2 separate regions of the Sus scrofa genome follow, and region 2 is linked to region 1. The links are chromatin contacts, called in public Hi-C maps. All regions are on one chromosome and are shown on one strand. The core of a region is the stretch at or near the end of the contact, and the rest is flanking DNA. Distances in the headings are between cores, read along the strand shown.

What was found. Hi-C and Micro-C count contacts between places; a contact is called where the count stands out from the background.
Region 2: a Hi-C map of skeletal muscle shows a contact between it and region 1, with 7 times the contacts expected there. The contact joins the enhancer-like site here to the promoter of TLE4 in region 1. A contact is called at or near these places in 4 of 47 Hi-C or Micro-C datasets (embryonic fibroblasts, psoas muscle and skeletal muscle) and 1 of 2 datasets of contacts at active chromatin or transcription factors (skeletal muscle).

What each region holds. Positions count from the first base shown.
Region 1 is chr1:232,354,531-232,357,507 of Sscrofa11.1, forward strand. TLE4 (transducin-like enhancer protein 4) reads left to right here and starts at 1,429. Exons shown (of 20, transcript XM_001924195.6): 1 at 1,429-2,320. The coding sequence starts at 2,276.
Region 2 is chr1:232,736,058-232,739,034 of Sscrofa11.1, forward strand. All of the region lies in intron 2 of LOC102167422 (a long non-coding RNA gene), which reads left to right. Among named protein-coding and RNA genes, the nearest start is that of NPAP1, 340 kb to the right of the region's middle. Within about 2 kb of position 1,489, at least 5 of the 83 cell types and tissues checked have an H3K27ac peak or open chromatin away from gene starts, as enhancers often do. A contact at or near this core is called in skeletal muscle, where this site is marked.

The DNA of each region.
Region 1 (2,977 bases), core at 179-2,678:
CGACCCGCCATCTCTCGTGGCCTGCGTGGTTTCCTGCCCGTTTCAACGGCGACAAACTCAACTTGTTCCTCCAGAAAGCGGGAAAATGAGGGGTAATCTTCATCCTACTGACCCAGAGGAGGGAGCATCTCTGGGCGCGCTGGGCCGTTTTCTTTTCAGTGCTTGGAGGGTAGCACCTAGATGAAGCTACTTTCGTGTGGACCGACTGACAGTCTGTGGACTGCGGGTAGCCCCCTCGAAAAAGTTTTTTTGGGAATTGACGACCCCTGCCCCTGGGGCCTCCAGCCCCACCCCGAAACTCCACGGTTACGCCCTCGGGACCCCTGGTCGAAACGTCCAGGAAAGCTTCCTTGAAGAGTTGCTTGGGGGAGGAGGCCCCTCTACCGGATTAAACTGCAATCGTAGCCCACTAGGGACTCCGAGAGACGCCCTCCCCAACCCCCCCTCCTGCCCCGCCCCGCGTCCCCGTCCCTCGTCCCAGTCAGCATCTTGCAGCTTAGTCTCCAGCTCTAAACAAGAACAGGGGCCTGAATCAGCGTTCACACGGAAAATTATGCCGGCTCCAGCGGCGCGTAAAATTGATGTGAACTGAACGAAGTGGGATCGGCGTGATCTTCCCTCTCTTGTCTCAACAGGGGTTTCGGAGCATTACACAAGGCCGAGCTTGTCTCTTTAAGGAGACATTGGACCCTAATTAGTCCGCATTCCTGGCGCGGCCGGGAGCAAGGGGCCGAGGGTGTTTAGATTGGAGCGGGGCGGGTGCGAGAACCCGAATTCGGAAGATCTTCTGACTAGCCTCCAGTCTCACCGCCCCCTCCACCCTCTTTATTTTGCCGCCACCATCGCCACCAACACCCAGTTCTGAAGATACAGCCAGGGCAGAGGCAACAGCAGCAGCAGCAGCCACCGCTTCTCCCAGGCCCACGTTACTTTGATTGACAGCCGAACAAATGTTTCCTCGGTTCGAACGCTCGCGCTAAGGAACGTCATCCAAGGCGAAGCTCCGCCTTGGGCGGGCCATCTCCGCCCCGCCTCTGCTAACCCCATAACGTTCCATTCATTGGTCCGAGCCGCGGACGACGCCCGGCCCCCACGTGGGTTCCAACCCCGCCGGCTCCTCCCCCCTAGCTTGCCATTTGTCAACAGTGAAATGATGGGCAGTAACACAGAACAGCGATTAATGTTCAGCCATCTCTGATTGGTTGCTGGAGACGCCTACTGCGCAGGGGGTGGGAGGGGCTCTTGGAGAGCACCCCAGAGTGGTCGCGTGGCGGGCCGGTGATTGTAGTCAATCTGGCGGAATCCTCAGCTGCGGCCGCCGGGGGCGGACTACATCTCCCGGGATGCTTCGCGGGCCCTCCACGGACGGTTGTGAATATGTATCAGAATGTTAATGATTAGCCGCTGCTAAATTTGGTCAAAGAAGTCACCTACACCGAACGTGTTGTTAGAGCTGTTCCGAGCGGGTGTTTGGGCTGTTGGCTGCTTTCTTCCCCCTCTCACACACTTGTATATTATTTTGAGGTGGTGTTCGCAGAGTTTGAAAGGAGAGAGATTTTTTTTTTTTTAAAGCCGCAAGCGTTTCACTCTCTTTTATTTTTATAATCCCCTCCAATTTGGGGTTTAAAAAGACAAGAAAACAGGAAGGAAGAAAAATAAGGAAATGAGATGTGGTAAAAGAAGCTAAAAGGTGCCTTTTAAAAGATCGTTGCTGTGAGGTGAAAAAAAATCTCCAGAGAAACCAAAAAGCACCGCCGAGATCTCTTCCGAACCAAAGGAGTTTGTGTTTGCTTTTAGGAAAGAAGAGAGAGATCATTCATTCGGAGGAATAACAACCAATTAAAAGACAAATAAAAAAAGTTTGGAGTGGGACGCCGAGCGAGCCAGTGAGCGAGCGGGCGGCGCTGCCGGCAAGCGCTGGGACGCGGAGCTCGCACTTTCCCGGCTGGGTGAGCGGCGCGGCCGCGGCGCCAGCTTCGGCGGGCGCGCCTCGGCGGAGCGAACGTCGGAGCGTTGCCGCGGGAGACGCGCGCCGGACAATGCCCGCGGCGGGCCAGTGACGCCCGCGGGGAATGCAGAGGGGCCCGGCTGTCTGCACCCAGCCCGCCGCTGCCGCGCGTTCCTGCCGCCCGCGTCACGCGAGACCCGGCGGGGGCCAGGACCGCCCGAGCCGCCCCTCGGACCCGGCCGGCCGCCTCCGCCGCCTCTTCCTCCGGGCCTTTAAAGCCAATGAGCCGCGCGCTTCTGCCCAGCGTAGCCAACTAAATCGGTTTGGATGATTCGCGACCTGAGCAAGATGTACCCACAGACCAGACACCCGGTGAGTGCGGGCGTCAGGGGCGCGGGCTCGCCGAGCGCCGGGGGATTCCCCGCGTCGCCCCCTGCGTGCCGAGTTGTGTCTGTGACCAGAGGGGCGTGGAGGGCGGCCCGAACCCGGCTCCCTGCCCGGGGAGTCGCCCGCCCCCACCACCTCTCCCCCCGGGCTCAGTGGCACTTTCGGAGCCAGGGTGCGGAGAGGCAACAGAGTTGTAGCCATTTTCTTATTGTTGTCTTTGAAGCCCCTGGAAGGCGCGCGGAGCCGTTTGTCGTCCCCGCGCCGCGACTCCTCTAGGAGGGGTGGCTAGCGATGGAGGAGGCGCGACTCCGCGCCGGGGCGGGGAGGGCGCCCTCAGCGGCGGCGCGGCGGGTCCGGCAGCGGCTCGGGAGTGCGGGACGCCTTCCACTCGCGCCGCACGCCCAGGGGAAGAGCGAACCAGTCGGCCGGGGAGGGTGGCGGCTGCGTGCCCCCTCCCCCGACCTGACCGCGGCTCGACGCCATGGCGCGCGTCCCCCCGACTGGCCCGTTTCGATTCCGGGTGGGGAGGCAGTGGGCGCGGCGCTCCGGGTGGTTGCTCACGGCCGGCGAAGGAGGAGAGCGGGGGTCTCGAACCCTTGGGGGGCCCGAGCGGGCGAGAGGACGCGGGGGCCCTTGGCCAGC
Region 2 (2,977 bases), core at 239-2,738, 380 kb after region 1:
AATCTCATTGGTTCACGACTAATTTTTTTTTCCTTAATTACATTCCTGTTATTCTCTGCTTGTTAGTATCTTTGCAAATGGCAGCTGTAGCTCTTTGCCCCCGTCATTTCCTTTAGCAGAAATGCTAAAGGAAGCATTTTATTGTTTTACTGTAAGATCTATGGGTTAGGGAGCTTATCTCTTTAGCACTGGTTTCTGCCAGAGGGGTTAGGATTTTGTAGGTGTTCCATGAAGATTTGTTGAAAAGATGCTTGCACACGTGAATGAAGTAGAAGGTTCTCCACACTGAGCTTCAGATCCCATTCTTCAAAGTGATCTGGCCTCAGTCAGCCCAGCTCTCTTTCCTAGCTCCAGGCATCTATTACCTGTATCAGTCAGGGTCCAGCCAGTAATTGAAGTAGGAAGTATCTTAACACAGGAATTAGAGGCTTGCATCTCCATGAGAAAGTCTGGGAGCTTAGGCTTGGAGGGAATGGCTGGTGCTCAAGAAATCTGAAAGTGTAGGAAGCTGTGGCAACCTTGCAGTGATTTTTTGATAGGACACTGAGACGTCAAGTTACCGAGGCCACAGTAGCTTCTGGAGAGAAGAGGCTTCTCTTTGCTTTCCAAATGATAAGTGGGAAGCTTTCCTTGGAAGCATCTAACCCAAAATCTTAGAGGTGGATAATGCTGGGAAATGTAGTTCCTAGGAGAGAGAGCAGAAGGAGGTGAGGAGGTTTCTGCGTTAACGGTCTGACTCTTGTTAAATTCATTTTCATTTTCTCTTTGCTCCATGATAGTTTCTCACTGTAAGCCTCAGCACCTGACCTCACTCAGGCGACACTTCCATAAGTCAGCTTGTGTCTCATTGCCAACACTGGCTCTACCCCAACTTTCACCGGTAGCCAAAGGAGATCTAGTTCTTACTAGAACAAGGATATTCTTCTTCTTCTTCTTTTTCCCATTTCCAACAGAGACTAAATTATGAGGTCTAAATCTGGGTAGGGCTTTCAAATAGAGCCCTGACCAGTGCTGAATCAACTTGAAGAATGATGAAGGGCTGGCTTCTCTCTCTCGGCAGCTGCGAGCTTGGTCAGCCCTTTGCAAAGTAAGAGGAAATTTAATGAACCCAAATAAGACATGATCCTTTGTGGCTATAAAAGTTACACTTTGAAAAAGCTCAGCTGGTCAAGAGCCACTTGAAAATGATGTTACTGCTGGGGAACTCTGTCAAAAGTCCTCTCCTCTGGGTGAGTTTCCTTCTCTTTGAGGGAAAACAAAGAGAGGTTTTACAAGCTAGAGAAGGGTCATTTTGCTATTTGAAAGAGCACATTCAAAAATTGAGGCCCAGTGTGATTGGGAGACATCCATAGTCAGTACTTGTTTATTTGTCCAGCTTTACACCATGTAAGTGATGCAGAATCCTTTCCGCCTCTAATAATAACACCCCCGTGGCCCTGAGTTAATGGAAAGCTGGAATGGCCAAATAAGAGCTGGTGCTCAGATTAACCACTGTGGGTCAGACAAGTCCACAGCTGTGGTTGAGGAGGGAGGCGATGGGGTGGAGGGGAGGAAGAGCAGAGGGAGCTCTTCCTAAAATATTTTTGCCTAGTCAACAGATTTAATGCACGGTATTTTACCACCAAATTCATCAAATGGAGGATTTTCGAAAGGATCAGAGGCAATGACCACCTAATTCAGATTCTATGGTATCTAATTGTACAAGCAGCACATTTGGAAATCTTTTGTGCTTAAGGAGTCTTCATCTGTAGAGCACTTGGTTTGCTTATACAGTAGGCAACAGGGCTTAAATGGCATAATTATTATGTGTTTCTAGTTTGCCTCAAATTTTGATTCAATCAGAATCCCTGAATCTGACAGCCTATAATCAAACAAAGGGAGTGCTCTGGAAGCAAGGGATTAACAGAGGGGAATTAAACTGTCGTTTTGAAACAGCTTAGACCAATATGAAAGCCCATTTAGGAGTCTCTCCATAAATATCCCTTTTGTTTTGTCTAATTGCCGGTTTGAATGTATCAGACTCATCAATGGGATTAGGGTTAATAGATGTTTGGTCACGCAGAACATGCAGAGGAGGAATCTGATACACACACACAAAAATTGCACTTAATGAGCTTAGCAAATGTTTGCCATATTTTTAATGAACCCTGGGGCTGTCATTTAGAAATGCTTAGCAACTGCTTTTCCATCCTTGAAAATAGAGCAACTGAAGGACATTAACACTATGTACACCCGTAAATAAGAGGAGCTATTTAAAGACACCAGCCAGGAGGAGGGAATGGTGACACTTTTCTGTCCAAGAGCCAGTGTTACTTAACACTCTGGGTGTGGGTTCAGTGTCTGACAACATATTTGGGAGGTTCAAGTTTCCCCAAAGGGCACTGTGGAGCGTGAGGTTTTTGCAAAGAGTCATATAACCATTTTCCTTTTTTAAGTGAAACCTGTTTAGGATCGAATCTCCCAGTCCCCTCCCCCAGCCCCTGCTTCTGTTTTTCACACCTTCCTGCTGCCCTTTCCAAATATCTGTGGAGAGGCTTTGGAAATTGGAGAATATGTGTTGCTGCCGCTTCCCCAAGTCCAAGGCCGCCATGGCCACGAGGCAGGCCACTCCTCAGCTCAGCTGAGCAGGGTCAGATCGGCAGGCTCTTGGGATTGATTACTCAGAAGATTGAATGATCCATCTTGGGAGCCCTTGGGATTTGGCTCCGAAAGCAGTGCAGTCGGCAGTAATGGGGACTTATTGAAGTAGGCCATGTGGCTTGTGCTGTCAGAGCACAGACTGGGCCTAAAAGAATCAGGTTTTCCTTGGGGAAGGTTTGATTTGATAGACAGAGCACAGCATGCAAGTCCAATGGATTATAGTTAGAGCAAATGAAGGATGACTTGGACCCCTTTGTTTTCATAGAGCCAATTGATTTCAAGGACTTCCTGCTCTCGGCCATCTCCTCCAGCCCTGCCCTTAAGGAGGCAAAAATAG